Regions from separate parts of the Pan troglodytes genome. Here region 2 is linked to region 1. The links are chromatin contacts, called in public HiChIP or PLAC-seq maps. All regions are on one chromosome and are shown on one strand. Each heading gives the region's core, a stretch centred on a gene start, on an enhancer-like site or on the middle of the called end of the contact. The rest is flanking DNA. Distances are from core to core; before and after follow the strand shown.

Region 1 (7,774 bases), core at 1,334-3,833:
TTTACCAAAACTCCTTGACTTGTACATTTTGGGCCAGGTGCAGTGGCTCATGCCTGCAATCATAACACTTTGAGAGGCCAAGGCAGGCAAATTTCTTGAGGCCAGGAGTTCAAGACCAGCCTGGGCAACATAGTGAAATTCCATCTCCACAAAAATAAAAAATTAGCCAGGCATGGTGGCACAAACCTCTAGTCCTAGCTACTATTTTGTAATCTGAGGCAGGAGGATTGCTTGAGCCCAGGAGTTGGAGGCTGCAGTGAGCTATGATCACACCACTGCATTCCACCCTGGGTGACAGAGCAAGACCTTGCCTCAAAAACAAACAAACAAAAAAATTGTGCGTTTCACTGTATATAAATTTTAACTTGATTTTTAAAAAAGTCAATCTAGCCTAATTCCATGCCTATAATGCCAGCACTTTGGGAGGCTGAGATGGGTAGATCCCTTGAACTCGGGAGTTCAAGACCAGCCTTGGAAACATGGTGAAACCCCTTCTCTACCAAAAAAAAAAAAAAAAAAAAAAATTAGCTGGGTATCGGTGGCATGCACCTGTGGTCCCAGCTACTTGGGAGGCTGAGGTGGGAGGATCCTTGGAGCCACAGGAAGTTGAGACTGCAGTAAGCCATGATCATGCCACTACATTCCAGCCTGGGTGACAGAGCAAGACCCTGTCTCAAAATAAATAAATAAATAAATAATTTAAAAGACAAAAAGAAGAAAAAGCTGGCTTTATTTTGCAGTGAGAATATAACTGTGTATTGTCATTCAAAACAAACATAGAATTTGAACAGTGTGTGTTTCAAAATCCCATTATATATGTATGTGTATATATATAAAACTAATATGTGTGTGTGGACACACACACATACACACACACCAAATAATAACCAAACTGTTAGCCATGCTTATTTGGGGAGGGGTGGGGGCACAGTTTATTGTTTTAATTCTTTGCAATGAGCATATAGTGTTAGAAGAAGCAGCTGAGACTTTTTAGAGGATTTTCTTTAAATTTCTCTCCAATAATGCTGGACCTGTTTCCATCCACCTGGGCAAACAGCCCTTGGACCAGCAACCATGGCATCTCCTAGGAATTTGGAAATTCGGACTCTTAAGACCCACTCCACCCCTATCGAGTCAGAATCTGCATTTTAACAACATCCATAGGTGATTGTAACCACATTCAAATCTGAGAAGCTCTAGGTAAGAACAGATCCTTTCCTCTCTCTGGGCTTCAGTTTCTCCCCGGCACAAAGGGGCTGTGTCTGTATGGTCCCTCCCAATTGCAGTTTTCTAATCTCGTTTCTTGTAGTTATCTGAGTCCCTATAAAAAGGCAGCTGAAGCCAGGAAAGGTGGCTTACCTCTGTAATTCCAGCTATTTGAGACGCTGAAGCGGGAGGCTCGCTTGAGCCCAGTAGTTGGCAGCTACAGTGAGCTATGATTGCAGCACTGCACTCCAGCCAAGGTGACAGAGGGAGACCCTGTTAAAAAAAGAAAGAGAGAAACAGAGGAAAGAAAGAAAGAAAAAGAAAGAAAGAAAGAAAAAGAGGAGGGAGGGAGGAAGGAAGGAAGGGAGAGAGAGAAAGAAGAAAGAAAGAGGGAGGGAGGAAGGAAGGAAGGCAAGCAAGCAAGAAAGGAAGGAAGGAAGGAAGGAAGGATGGAAGGTGGGCGGGCGGGAAGGCAGGCAGGCAGGCAAGGAAGGAAGGAGGAAAGAAAGGAAAGAAAGAAAGAGAAAGAAGGACAGGCCAGGCGCGGTGGCTCACACCTGTAATCCCAGCACTTTGGGAGGCCAAGACGTGTAGATCACCTGAGGTCAGTAGTTTGAGACCAGCCTGGCCAACATGGTGAAACCGCGTCTCTACTAAAAACACAAAAATTAATCCGGGCATGGTGGCGCGCGCCTGTAATCCCAGCTACTTGGGAGGCTGAGGCAGGAGAATTGCTTGAACCCGGGAGGCGGAGGTTGTAGTGAGCTGAGATAGCGTCATTGCACTCCAGACTGGGCGACAGAGCGAGACTCCGTCAAAAAAAAAAAAAAAAAAAAGAAGGAAAGAGGAAAAGAAAGAAAAAGGAAGGAAGGAGGAAAGAACGAAAGAAAGAGAAAGAAGCAGCTGAAAAGGTCAAAGGATGAGTGGCCTTGCTGAACAGCCCCTGCTGCCTACAGCCGGACGCTGGTGGGCACTGAAGCTGCAGGTCTGGAGGGAGTCCGAGGAGCGAGGCTGCGTGGGATTCCTGCTGGTGCCAGGGCAGGCGCCTGCCATCTGGACGAGAGTGGAAGGAAGTCGCGGGGCAGTAATAGGGGGCGGCAGGCGCTTTGAGGCGCCTTGGGGTAAGTGCCGCAGAGACCCAGCGGGAATGCAGGATGGCAGGGCGGCCTCGGGGCGGCAGCAGGCACTGCGCAGTGGCCCAGGAAGGCGCAGCGCAGCCGGGCTGGGGCGCAGGGCGGCCTCGGGGCGCCAGGGGGCGTTGTGAAGTCGTGGCCCGCTCCGGGCGGTCTCAGGTGCCTGGCGGCCTGGGGAAAGCACCTGGGCAGGTGGGGGCGGGGCCTGGGGAGGCGGGGCCCTAGGGGGCGGGGCCAGGCCGGCCCACAAGAGCCCGCGGTGGTGCTGCCAGGGGATGCTAGCCCAAGAGCGAGCAGAGGAGCAGCGCACCCGGATCGCTCATTCACGAGCCTTGGACCCTTTGGAACCGAAAGGTGAGTTCAGCCGGGTTGGGTCGGACCAGCTCGGGGGTTCTGGGCACTGGAGCGGCTGCCAGGCGCCAGGGCGTCGGACGCCGTCAGCGCGGTGGGTGGCCGAGCCAGCATCAGCCGGTGGCGGCTTCCCGGTGCCCGGGATGCTGGGACATCTTGCCCGGGCGGTAGCCGCCAGCTCTCCGGGGTCTACCCACGCCGTGGCCCGGAGCACAAAGCCAGTCGAGAGCCACTCAGAGTCCGGGGGTCTGGGGGTCCCGGGCCACACCTGGCCTCTTTTCTCCGCCCAGCGCCTGTTCAGCTCCCTTCCGTGCCGGGTTGAGTCGCGTGGACCTGTCCGCTACTGTTCCTTCTACCCTCTGGAATGCTTTCTCCGGGGTGACTTGGTGCAGAAAGAAGCAAACACTTGAAGTGGGCTGGTTGGATTCGCTCCAGCGCCTTCAGCCGGCGCTCCCCCGGGGCAGACGTGGCTTCCGCCACAGGACAGCGCCCGCTCGCTCCGCGCAGGGAGGGCAGGGCTGCGGGGTCGCTCGGCAGGAGCTCGGGTCAGGGCCCTGAGGTTGAGTTCAAGTGATTTCTGCACAGGACTCGCCCTTCGGGACGGGCACTGATCGGGAACTCTCCGGTCCAGCGAACCCAACGCTAGACTTGGGGCAAATCTCTCATCCCTCTCCAAGCTTTGGGGTCCTGCACTGTGGGATGGGGGACAGGCAAAGTCGGTGGTAGGTGAGGAGGGGGTACACGGAGCCGCTGCGATGAGCCAGGGCCCTGGAATTCTAAAGAATCCTTCAAATCCTTTCTACCTGTGTGGTCTTGGGCAAATTACCTAACCTCTGTGCCTCAGTTTCCTTCTCTGTGAAATGGGCCAAGTAATAGCACCTCATATAACTGTAGTGAGGATTAAACCAGGTAGTGTGTGAAAAGGACTGAGTGGGATGCCTGGGAGTACAGAAAGGGATCAATAAGTGATAGCTGCCATTATTGCTGCTTTCCCTGCTGCCGTTATTATTATTAATGATTGAGGAGCAGCCTAGTTAGTCGTTAAAGGGACTCCTAGGTGCAAATCCCAGCTCAGCCACTTTCTAGTGTGACCTCGGGCAAGCTACTTAACCTGTCAGCGTCTGTTTCATTTGTACAATGGAGGTGGTTGTGATACCTACCTCAGACGATTATCATGAAAATTAAATGAGGTGACAGCTGCAAAGTACTTAGAAGAGTAAGTGCTGGGTATCAGCTAGTAATTCTTCCACCAAGGGTATCACATTGGCTCAGGCTGCATAATCTAATGGTAGCTACAGTCTTGTTTTGCTTTGAAGTTGAAATATTATTTATATGAATATTTTATCTGTTTTGCAAAGAGCAAGATCGGTTCCCTTCCTTCACTTGAGGCTCCTCTGACATTGTCGACTGATCCATTGGGGTCAAGGTCGGTTCTGGGGAAGGGGCTGATGGGGCAGAGGTACCCCTGAGAGCTGGGGATAGGAGCTTCCAGTATCACAGCTTCTGTTGAGCATTCACAGAGGAGGGCTGCAGTTTTATTTGACAAGCAATTGAACCTGGACCTAGATTTTAAAAACAAACTCTTGCTAATTTTTTTCTTTCTTTCCTTCTTCTTTATTTCATTTTTTATTTTTTTGGATTGTAGTGAGGGAGGAGGTAAGGATAGGCAATATTTTAAGTGATAAAAAAATAAATTATATTCCTCTTGCCCAGAGGCTACTAGCATCATTTTGATGGTGTTCTTCACCCCAGCAAAATCGTATCAATCTATGGAGGGTTTAGAGCAGTTTGGCTGCTCTGGACATCTCACCTCCATGCGCAGCACTCCATTTCCTTTCCATCTGAGGCCTTAAACCCACTAGCATCATAAGCTTGGAAGCCTCCTAGCTTTGCCCCAGCTTCCAATTTTAGCCCATATTTCATGGGTTCAGGGTGGGAAAAAAAGACATAACTCTGCAGGTTCCGAATACTGCCTAAAAATCTTGATGGGGCACATCGAAGTCACAGACACAGGTCCTCTCTGGTCCTGGGGACCACCCTGTATACCCTAGGATATGTCCTAATTTGCCTTTGTCACTGTAGAAGGCATAGGACGACACAGTTTTCATATATCCCCCACCCCCAATACTAGTGCTCACAAGTCTTGAGAAGTGGTCATGTGCACTGTTCAGAGTTTGGAAATTAAATAGCTGTGTTCCTTCTCTTTCCTCCTACCTTTAGTTCTTGGTATTGTTAATTAACTCCCTGCACCCAGCGTACTACCAGGCCCCTCAAAGGCGTATGCCATAGCAGTGAAGGCTGCAGGGTTCCATCCAGCTCCTCCACTAACCAGCTGCATCATCTTACACAAGATATTCAACCTCTCTGAGCCCATTTTTCTCCTCTGTAACATGGATATAATAATAGCATGCCTACTTCATGGAACTATTGAAACACAAAATGAAATATATGTAGGCTATGTGTATATTTATAGAGAGAGACAAATTTACTTATGAGACTAATGAGACTATATATTATAAACATGAAATGAGTTTTTATGTAGTATATTAGTTCATTTCTAAAATTATTTCTCATTGTAAAGTTTGTATAGTTGAGATGCATCGTGTACATTGATGAATGTGATAATTTGCCTTCCAATACTGGTACTCTCCCCCAAAGCTGTTATTAAATCAAGGGCATTCTCTAAATTAATGGTATCTTAGAATCAAGGAAATATGGCACAATGCCTGGCAAACACTAAGTGGCCAATAGTTGTAGGTTATTGTTACATCAGGTGATCTAGAAACATTAAGAGCTTGACTGTAAAGAGAAGAAACAAAAGAGAAATCGTTTCACTTATAATAAAGCCTCAGAGAAAAGGCTGGGGAAAATGCAGCCAGGAATATGATCTAAGGTGGCTGCCGGGAAATTTTCTTGGCAGATTTCATCTGTCAGTTACAATCTGCCGAGCACTGCTCTGTGCCAGACACTGTGCTAGGAACCAGGGGGCATAATGAGATAGGAATGCTGCCCTTAAGGAAGGCGGGCTACTGGAGGTGATAAGGCACGGGTACCCCTGCCTGATAAGAGAGCTGATGGGGCTGCTTCCAGAGTTCCTGCCCAGGAACCTGGGGAAAGGTCCTGCAGCCTGTCCAGCCAGCGCTTCGCAGGTTGCACCTCACCCAGCCCCCGCACGGCTAGGCCTGGGGGCCGTAAGAGAAGTAGGCAGCTTCTCTGGCAGCTGTGGTGGCCAAAAACAAACGTCCCTTGGAAAAGGGGCCAAGGATTCAGAATGCAAAGTGCCTAAGCCACAGAGGAACAGAGGAAGGAGGTCTCTAAGGGCGCGTGGACTGGTGTTTCCCAGACTGTGGTCTCCAGGGACACACTAGCCGGCTAGTGCCTGCCAGCTCACCTGCTTCTCTTCTTTGCCCCTCCAGCACGCCCGTCCTCAAAGTCCCATCCTCGCCATGGCTCCCGGAGAGAAGATCAAAGCCAAAATCAAGAAGAATCTGCCCGTGACGGGCCCTCAGGCGCCGACCATTAAAGAGCTGATGCGGTGGTACTGCCTCAACACCAACACCCATGGCTGTCGCCGCATCGTGGTGTCCCGCGGCCGTCTGCGCCGCCTCCTCTGGATCGGGTTCACACTGACTGCCGTCGCCCTCATCCTCTGGCAGTGCGCCCTCCTCGTCTTCTCCTTCTATACTGTCTCAGTTTCCATCAAAGTCCACTTCCGGAAGCTGGATTTTCCTGCAGTCACCATCTGCAACATCAACCCCTACAAGTAAGAGGCACGAGCAGGGAAACGCGAGTAGGGAGCCAGGCCCCCCACAGAGGCCAAAGCCCCTCCCGAAAGTGACACACTGGCAGCCTGCAGGTCGATTCCAGCCTACAAATGTGCTTTCTAGAAATTTGAATTTGTTGCTAACGCTGGCAAACAGTCCCCTCCCCAGTTCTAAATCTGTATGTACCAAGTTTTCAGACCATCAGTGACTTGTTTTTTTTCTTTTCTTTTTCCTTTTTTGAGATGGAGTTTCGCTCTTGTTGCCCAGGCTGGGATGCAATGGCGCGATCTCGGCTCACTGCAACCTCCACCTCCCAGGTTCTAACAATCCTCCCGAGTAGCTGGGACTACAGGGGTGTACCACAGCGCCAGGCTAATTTTTTTGTGTTTTTAGTAGAGACGGGATTTCACCATGCTGGGCCAGGCTGGTCTTGAACTCCTGACCTCAGGTGATCCACCCGCCTTGGCCTCCCAAAGTGCTTGGATTACAGGTGTGAGCCACAGTACCTGGCCTTTTTTTTTTTTGGAGGCAGGGTCTCACTCTGTCACCCAAGCTGGAGTGCAGTGGTGAAATCATAGCTCACTGCAGCCCCGACCTCCTGGGCTCAAGCAATCCTCCTACTGCAGCCTCCTGAGTAGCTGGGACTATAGGCACATGCCACCACATCCAGCTAAAATTTTTTATTTTTTAAGAGATGGGGTCTCGCTATGTTACTCAGGCTGGTCTCAAACTCCTGAGCTCAAGTGGTGCTGCCACTTTGGTCTCTCAAAGTGCTGAGATTACAGGAGTGAGCCACCACACCCACACTATCAATGACTTCTGAGGATGGGCTAGCCCAGAGAGAGCAGAAAGAGGAAGCTGCAGGATTTGTTTCACTTAGAAGAGGCCTGGAACGAACTAACCCCCTCTGCACACGCCCCATATCAAGCCCAAATTAGCCAACCCCCATCTGCATCTGCACCCCTGGCTCTCCAAGCTCACATGTTCACTCTGCCTGCAGCATGAGTGAGCTCAAGGCTGACTCAGAAGTGACACCCAGGTGACTTCTGTAAGCACCTCAGCTGCCCCAAACCCTCCTCTGAATAAACCCAGCCCCATTAATTGAGCTCATCGGGCCCTGGGTGTGATCAGCCCTTGGAACTGCCCTATCATCCTCGGCAGGACCTGTTCTAAATGGGTCATCAGAGTCCTTCTCAGGATTATGGAAAACTGGTCCGTGAGGCAGGTCAGAATCAGGCAGACTTTGTCAGAGCAGGGGTGGGGAGAAGGGAAGAAGAACAGGGGAGAAAGATTATCAAACGAAACTAACTTGTCCAGAAT
Region 2 (7,774 bases), core at 2,933-5,432, 270 kb after region 1:
TTAAGCACCATTGGGTCCTCCCACTGAATGTCTTATGTCTGAATGCCACTGAATGTCACCCCTTTAATGCAACAACTAAAAAAGCTCCCACAGCCAGGCGCAGTGGCTCACGCCTATAATCCCAGCACTTTGGGAGGCCGAGGCGAGTGGATCACAAGGTCAGGAGATCGAGACCATTCTGGCTAACAAGGTGAAACCCCGTCTCTACTAAAAATACAAAAAATTAGCCGGGCGTGGTGGCGGGCGCCTGTAGTCCCAGCTACTCGGGAGGCTGAGGCAGGAGAATGGTGTAAACCCTGGAGGCAGAGCTTGCAGCGCGTCGAGATCACGCCACTGCCCTCCAGCCTGGGCGACAGAGCGAGACTCCGTCTCAAAAAAATTAAAAAAAATAAAATAAAATAAAAAATAAATAAAATAAATAAAAAAGCTCCCACAGTCCAGGTGCAATAGCTCATGCCTGTAATCCCAGCACTTTGGGAGGCCGAGGCAGGCAGATCACCTGAGGTTGGGAGCTCGAGACCAGCCTGACCATCATGTAGAACCCATCTCTACTAAAAATACAAAATTAGCCAGGCATGGTGGTGCATGCCTATACACCCAGCTACTCGGGAGGCTGAGGCAGGAGAATTGCTTGAACCCGAGAGGCGGAGGTTGCAGTGAGCCGCGATCACGCCATTGCACTCCATCGCACTCCATCCTGGGCAACAAGATTGAAACTCCATCTCAAAAAAAAAAAAAAAACCTCCCACCAATTTCCAAATATTCCCTGTTCCTGAGGGCAGGAACAAGGATAAGGGGAGGCGAGGAAAGCATTGCAACCCATGTTTCAGAATCACTTAGTTAATACATATAGAGCACTAAAAAGAGTGTCTGACATGTACCAAACCTCATATATGTGCTATTATATCATTATTATTATTATTTTTGAGACAGAGTCTCACTCTGTCACCCAGGCTGGAGTGTAGTGGTGGGATCTCTGCTCACTGCAACTTCTGCCTCCTGGGTTCAAGTGATTCTCCTGCCTCAGCCTCCTGAGTAGCTGGGACTACAGCGCATGTCACCACATCCACCTCTAATTTTGTATTTTTAGTAGAGATGGGGTTTCACCATGTTGACCAGGCTGGTCTGGAACTCCTGACCTCAGGTGATTCTCTCGCCTCAGCCTTCCAAAAGTGCTGAGATTACAGGCATGAGCCACTGCGCCCAGCCAATTTGCTATTATATTATTATTAATGTCCTTTCCTCTTTGCCCTACAAAGTTTTCCTTCAAGGTCTAACACAGGGCAAGTGCTTTATGATTCTCCTAAACAAGACGTAACTGCACCCTCCTGCCAGTTCTCACAACTCCAGATTCTATTCTGAGTAAAGCCATCTGTCATTGTAATTTACTGTTTCTATCTTCCCCACAGGCAGCAAGCTCGAGCAAGATAAACTTTTCCTCCCCACTGCCCATTTCTGGACACATGCATAGTAGATGCTCAATAATTAGTAAAAGATGCAAGGTACAATAAAGAATAAGGGCTGGGCGCGGTGGCTCACGCCTGTAATCCCAGCACTTTAGGAGGCAAAGGCTGGAGGATCGCCTGAGCTCAGGAGTTTGAGACCAGCCTGGACAACATAGTGAGACCCCATCTCTACAAAAAATCAAAAAATTGTGCCATCTGGCATGGTGGCACAAGCCTGTGGTCCCAGTTATTCAGGAGGCTGAGGCAGGAGAATTCCTCGAGCCCGAGAGGTGAAGCTGCAGTGAGCAGTGACCACACCACTGCACTGTAGCCTGGGTGACAAAGTGAGACCCTGTCTCAAAAAAAAAAAGAAAGAAAGAAAACAATCTGCAGTGAAATAGAGCCCCCTCCCTACCTTTTCTTAAACAATGGGCACATCTGGCCGGGCACAGTGGCTCATGCCTGTAATCCCAGCACTTTGGGAGGCCGAGGTGGGTGGATCACCTGAGGTCAGGAGTTCAAGATCAGCCTGGCCAACATCATGAAACCCCGTCTCTACTAAAAATACAAAAATTAGCCAGGGGTGGGGCACGCACCTGTAATCCCAGCTACTCAGGAGGTAGAGGCAGGAGAATAACTTGAACTCAGAAGGGGGAGGTTGCAGTGAGCTGAGATGGCGCCACTGCACTCCAGCCAGGGGGAAAGAGCGAGACTTCGTCTCAAAAAAACAAACAAAAATGGGAACATCTCTTGGACTATCCACTCCCAGTGGAAGCAGTCTGTTTGGTCTTTCCATCTGAGCCTAGGAGAGAGACTTGTGTGCAGTATGTACTGAATCAACACACAGTGAATCAACACACGGTGAATAAAAGTCAAGTTGAGGAGTTACATGAAATGGTTGCCAGTGCATGTTATTTTTTATAATTTAACTTATCCTCAACAAATGGTTTAGGCCAGGCGTGGTGGCTCACACCAGTAATCCTAGGGCTTTGGGAAGCCAAGATGGGAGGATCACTTGAGGTCAGAAATTTGAGATCAACCTGGGCAACATAGTGCGACCTTGTCTCTAAAAAAAAATTTTTTTTAATTAGCCAGGCATGGTGGCACATGCCTATAGTTCCAGTTACTTGGGAGGCTGAGGCGAGCGGACTGCTTGAACCCAGAGTTTGAGGCTGCAGTGAACTATGATGGTATCACTGCATTCCAGCTTGGGCAGCAGAATGAGGAATGAGACCCTGTCTCAAAAAAAAAAAAAAGGGTTTAAGTCTCCACTGAGACCAGCCTATCTTCCTCAGCTGAAATAAAATCCACTAAAACAATGTTTTCCAGATCTGTGTCATTCTCTTACACCTATACTATAATACGTTTTTTCCAGATATAAGGATCCGTTGGCTATTCTTTCATACTCTCAAAATTCACTTTTTTTTTTCTTTTTACAGTTTATTGTTTGGTACAAAACAGGCTCTTTAACTCTTTGAATAAACATCTCACAGACTCGTGCTCCTAGATTACAAAAAGTCAAAGCCAATTTTCTTTGACACTGGGCTCTTGACTCTGAGATTCAAGTCACTATAACAGAAACTGGAGTTGTTGTATCTTATGTTCTGGAAGGTGCCTCAACAAAGACATGTTAAGAACTGGTTAAAACTTCTAGCATTTAAAAAGATCCATCTTGTCTTCCAGTGCCTATGGATAATAATAAAAAGGGAATCCCAGAGATCTGCTATTGAATTATTTAGAGAAGAGCTACTGCAATAAGATCCACTCTTTTAAGTTCCAAAAGGAAACTTCAGGCCAGATGTGGTGGCTCACAGGTATAATCACAGCACTTTGGGAGGCCAAGACTGGAAAACCCATTATGCCCAGGAATTTGAATTTGAGACCAGCCTGGCAACACAGTGAGATCCCATCTCTACAATTTTTTTTTAAACAAAATTTGTGGGGCGTGGTGGCTCGCGCCTGTAGTCCTAGCGATTCGAGAGGCGAGAGGATCGCTTGAGTGCAGGAGTTCGAGGCTGCAGTGAGCTATGATCGAGCCACTGCACTGTAGCCTGGGCAACAGAGAGAGACCCTGTTTCAAAAGAAAAAAACAAAGAGAAAGAAAGAGAAGAAAAAGGAAACTTATAGCCCAGCCAGAGGAGGAAAAACAACACCCAAAATTAGCAAGTGTTCAAGACAGCCCGGCAGCCAGCTGAGACTCCCGCTGACGTGATCAGGAGTTCGGGGCTTGCTCTTTTGCCGAGGGTATTTGCTGTCCATGCGTGCCCCGCCCACCTGAGTGCCTCACGCAAGTTCGGTGACCTCTGCCCAGCCGAGAGGAGGAGAGGGTCCCGCGGCCAGGGCCCCGAGCGGCTCACCCTCCACGGCGTGGTTCACCTCTTGGATGAACAGCTGCAGCTTCATCACCAGGGTGGCTGCGTGGCCATCCGCCTTCCCGGACGCCGCCTCCTTGGAGCCGGCCCTGAAGGCCGCATTGATCCACTCCTTCACGTCGAAGTCGTCTGCCAGGAACTTGGAGAAGTCCATGGCGGAACTGCCTCAGGCCTGGCGTCCAGAACTTAAGAGTTGGCTCCGGGCGGCAACGGGGATGCAGAAGCGAGCGAGCCTGCGAGAGCACCGAGGCTAGCCTCCGAGGCGAACCCCAGAAACGCCAGGACGGGTAACTTGCCCCTTTGCACTTCCCCGCTCAGCCCACTCAGGTTGCGGCTGGGAATGACCCTCGCCGGCCGCCGTTCTTCTTCCGGAAGTCGTTGGCCGTTACCATAGTGACTGTAGGCGTCCGGAGCGCTGAGCAGAGCTGGGTGTGGGAAAACGCCCCGGACTGAGAGCTCCCGGCACCGACAAATATCCCATGTCTGCTAACATTTGCCGAGGACTAAACTATATGCTTACTATAAAGCCCTGACATACATTAGCGCATTTACGCGGTGGCTCGCGCCTGTAATCCCAGCTCTTTAGGAAGCTGACGCGGGAGAATCGCTTGAGGCCAGGAGTTCTAGGACAGCCTGGGCAACAGTGGAGCGCAGTGGGCAGCAATGGAGTGCAATTGAACGATCTCTGCTCACTACAGCCTCAAATTCCTGGGCAATTGAACGATCTCAGCTCACTGCAGCCTCAAATTTCTGGGCTCCAGCGATCCTCCCACCTCAGCCTCCAGAGTAGCTGGGACTACAGGCGCGCGACAACACTCCCGGCTATTTCTTTCTTTTTCTTTCTTTCTTTCTGAGACGGAGTCTTGCTCTGTCGCCCAGGTTGGAGCGAAGTGACGCGATCTCGGCTCACTGCAACCTCCGCCTCCCAGGTTCAAGCGAGTGTCTTGCCTCAGCCTCCCGAGTAGCTGGGATTACAGGCGCGTGCCACCACGCCCGGCTACTTTTTGTATTATTAGTAGAGATGGGGTTTCACCACGCTGGCCAGGCTGGCCTCAAACTCCCAACCTCAGGTGATCCGCCTGCCTCGGCCTCCCAAAGTGTTGGGATCACAGGCGTGAGTCACTGCGCCTGGCCTAATTATTTTCTTAATGATGTGTTTTGAGGTGCAGACCTTTTAAAGTTTGTTAAGTTCCTTATCACCTTTTTTTAATGGATCATGCTTTTGGTGTTGCGGCTGAGAAATCTGTGCATAACCCATAATCACAAACAATTTCTCAGCCTGGGCAACATCGGAAGACCCCGTCTCTGCAAAAAAATTAAAAATTAGCTGAGTGTGGTGGCGCACACCTGTAGTCTCAGCTACTCGAGAGGCTGGGGTGAGAGGATTGCCTGAGCCCAGGAGGTCGAGGCTGCAGTGAGCTGTGATCACGCCACTGCACTCCAGCCTGGGTGACAGAGCGAGACCCTGTCTCGAAAAGAAAAGAAGAAAAGGTAGGGGAAGGTATGAGGGTATTCTTTAGGTTCTAAGTTTTTATGTTGTTTCAAGAGTGGGACCAACCCAAGGGGGAGGACAAGATGTCATCCTTGGAAACCCTACAGGGGACAGTTTTCCAGGTTGGCCTGCCATTGGGGTATGAGTGGCTGGCTGCCATCTCCAGGCCTGATAATCTCTCGTTTTTCATTGGCATCTCCCTTGGTTTGTCTCATTCTTCTGGGTTGAGTAGGTTTTAACTGGGGTAACCCTTCTGCTAGGAGTCCCAATTATTTGGGGGGAGGGGAGAGGAGGGAAGGGGAGAGGAGGGGAGCAATGCGGGGAGGGGAGACGAGGGGAGGCGAGGGCAGCAATCTGATACTGTAAGTCCTCTTACTTTGTTCTTGTTAAAAATTTAGGCAGGACGCAGTGGCTCATGCCTGTAATCCCAGCACTTTGGGAGGCCGAGGCAGGCGGATGATGAGGTCAGGAGTTTGAGACCAGCCTGACCAACATGGTCAAACCCCATCTCTACTAACAATAAAAAAATTAGCTGGGCATGGTGGCACGCGCCTGTAATCCCAGCCACTCAGGAGGCAGAGGCAGGAGAATCGCTTGAACCTAGGAGGCAGAGGTTGCAGTGAACCGAGATCCGCCACTGCACTCCAGCCTGGGCAACAGATCGAGACTCCATCCCCAAAAAAAAAAAAAAAAAAAAAAATCCTGCTGGGATTTTGACAGGGATTATGTTGAACTGTTGAATTGTTGGATTAATTTTAGGAGAATTGCCATCATGACAATATTGACTGTTCCAATCCATAGCATGAAACGCCTCTTCATTTATTTAGATGGGAATTTTTCAGCCTTGGCACTACTGAGCCCAGATAATTTTTAGTTATGGGGGCTGTCCTATGCATTGTAAGATATTTCGCAGCATCCCTGGCCGCTACCCATTAGGAGCAACATCCTCTCCAAGTTGTGACAACCAAAAATCTGTCCACACAGTGCCAAGTGTTCCCTAGTAGGAATCACCCCTGGGGATTTAGATCTGATTTAGATCTTCTTTAATTTCTCTCAGCAATATTTTGTAGTTTTCATTGTATAATACAAGTCTTGCACTTATTTTGTTAAATTTATTTATTTATAAGTATTTCCTTTTCTAGGTGCAGTGGCTCATGCCTGCAATCCCAGCACTTTGGGAGGCCGAGGCAGGCGGATCACAAGGTCAGGAGTTTGATACAAGACTAGCCTGCCCAACATGGTGAAACCCCGTCTCTACTGAAAATACAAAAACAGCCTGGCGTGGTGGTGTGCACCTGTAATCCCAGCTACTGAGGAGGCTGAGGCAGGAGAACTGCTTGAACCCGGGAGGCAAAGGTTGCAGTGAACAGAGATCGGGCCACTGTTATCCAGCCTGGGTGACAGAGTGAGACTCCGTCTCAAAAAATAAATAAATAAAATAAGTATTTCCTTTTAATGCTACCATGAATGGAATTTTCTTAATTTTCATAGTTTCTTGTTACAGAAAAATGATTTTGTGTGTGTGTGTGACAGAGTCTTGCTTTGTCACACAGGCTGGAGTACAGCAGGGCAATCTCAGCTCACTGCAACCTCCGTCTCCCAGATTCAAGCAATTCTCCTGCCTCAGCCTCCCAAGTAGCTGGGATTACAGGCATGTGTCACCACACCCAGCTAATTTTTGTAGAGACGAGGTTTTGCCTTGTTGGCCAGGCTGGTCTTGAACTTCTGACTTCAGGTGATCCACCTGCCTCAGCCTCCCAAAGTGCTGGGATTACAGGCGTGAGCCACCACACTCAGCAACAATTGATTTTTATAGATTTATCTTGTACCATTTGACTGTTAAATTTGTCTTCTAGTTTGTGTGTTGGGGTGTTGTTTGGGATTTGTTTACATACAGGATCATGTCGTCTGTGAATAGACACTTTTTCCTTTGCAATTTTTTTTTGGGGGGGCGGGTGCGGGGGGACAGAGTTTTGCTTTTGTTGCCCAGGCTGGAGTGCAATGGCGCAATCTCGGCTCACTGCAACCTCCGTCTCCCGGGTTCAAGCGATTCTTCTGCCTCAGCCTTCCAAGTAACTGGGATTAGAGGTGCCCACAACCACATGTGGCTAATTTTTCATATTTTTACTAAAGACGGGGTTTCACCATGTTGGCCAAGCTGGTCTCGAACTCATGACCTCAGGTGATCCACCTGTCTCTGCCTCCCAAAGTGCTGGGTTACAGGCGTGAGCCACTGCACCCGGCCAGAAGTCCCTTTCTATTCCTAGTTTGTTGAGAGTTTTTTTAGGATGTTGGATTTTGTATTTTTTTTTCTCTGCCTATTGAGATAATCATGTCGTTCTTGTCACATTCTATTCAAATGATATAGTAATTGATTTTAAGATGGCAAATGAATCTTGGGACCAGGCACAAAGTGCTGTAATCCTAACACTTTGGGAGGCCAAGGCGACGGATAGCTTGAGGTC

The links. HiChIP or PLAC-seq counts read pairs in DNA pulled down with a chosen protein or histone mark.
Region 2: an H3K4me3 HiChIP or PLAC-seq map of stem cell-derived excitatory neurons shows a contact between it and region 1, with 5 times the contacts expected there. The contact joins the promoter of COG7 here to the promoter of SCNN1G in region 1. A contact is called at or near these places in 4 of 7 Hi-C or Micro-C datasets (blood, induced pluripotent stem cells, a lymphoblastoid cell line and 1 more), 1 of 1 datasets of contacts at active chromatin or transcription factors (stem cell-derived excitatory neurons) and 1 of 1 other capture datasets (stem cell-derived neural stem cells).

The regions. Positions count from the first base shown.
Region 1 is chr18:25,796,785-25,804,558 of NHGRI_mPanTro3-v2.0_pri, forward strand. SCNN1G (sodium channel epithelial 1 subunit gamma) reads left to right here and starts at 2,584. Exons shown (of 12, transcript XM_016929627.3): 1 at 2,584-2,693; 2 at 6,107-6,453. The coding sequence starts at 6,137.
Region 2 is chr18:26,065,613-26,073,386 of NHGRI_mPanTro3-v2.0_pri, forward strand. COG7 (component of oligomeric golgi complex 7) reads right to left here and starts at 4,183. Exons shown (of 17, transcript XM_510875.8): 1 at 3,803-4,183. The coding sequence starts at 3,971. It overlaps LOC129137408 (a long non-coding RNA gene), which reads left to right and starts at 3,982. Exons shown (of 2, transcript XR_008539992.1): 1 at 3,982-4,104; 2 at 6,452-6,765.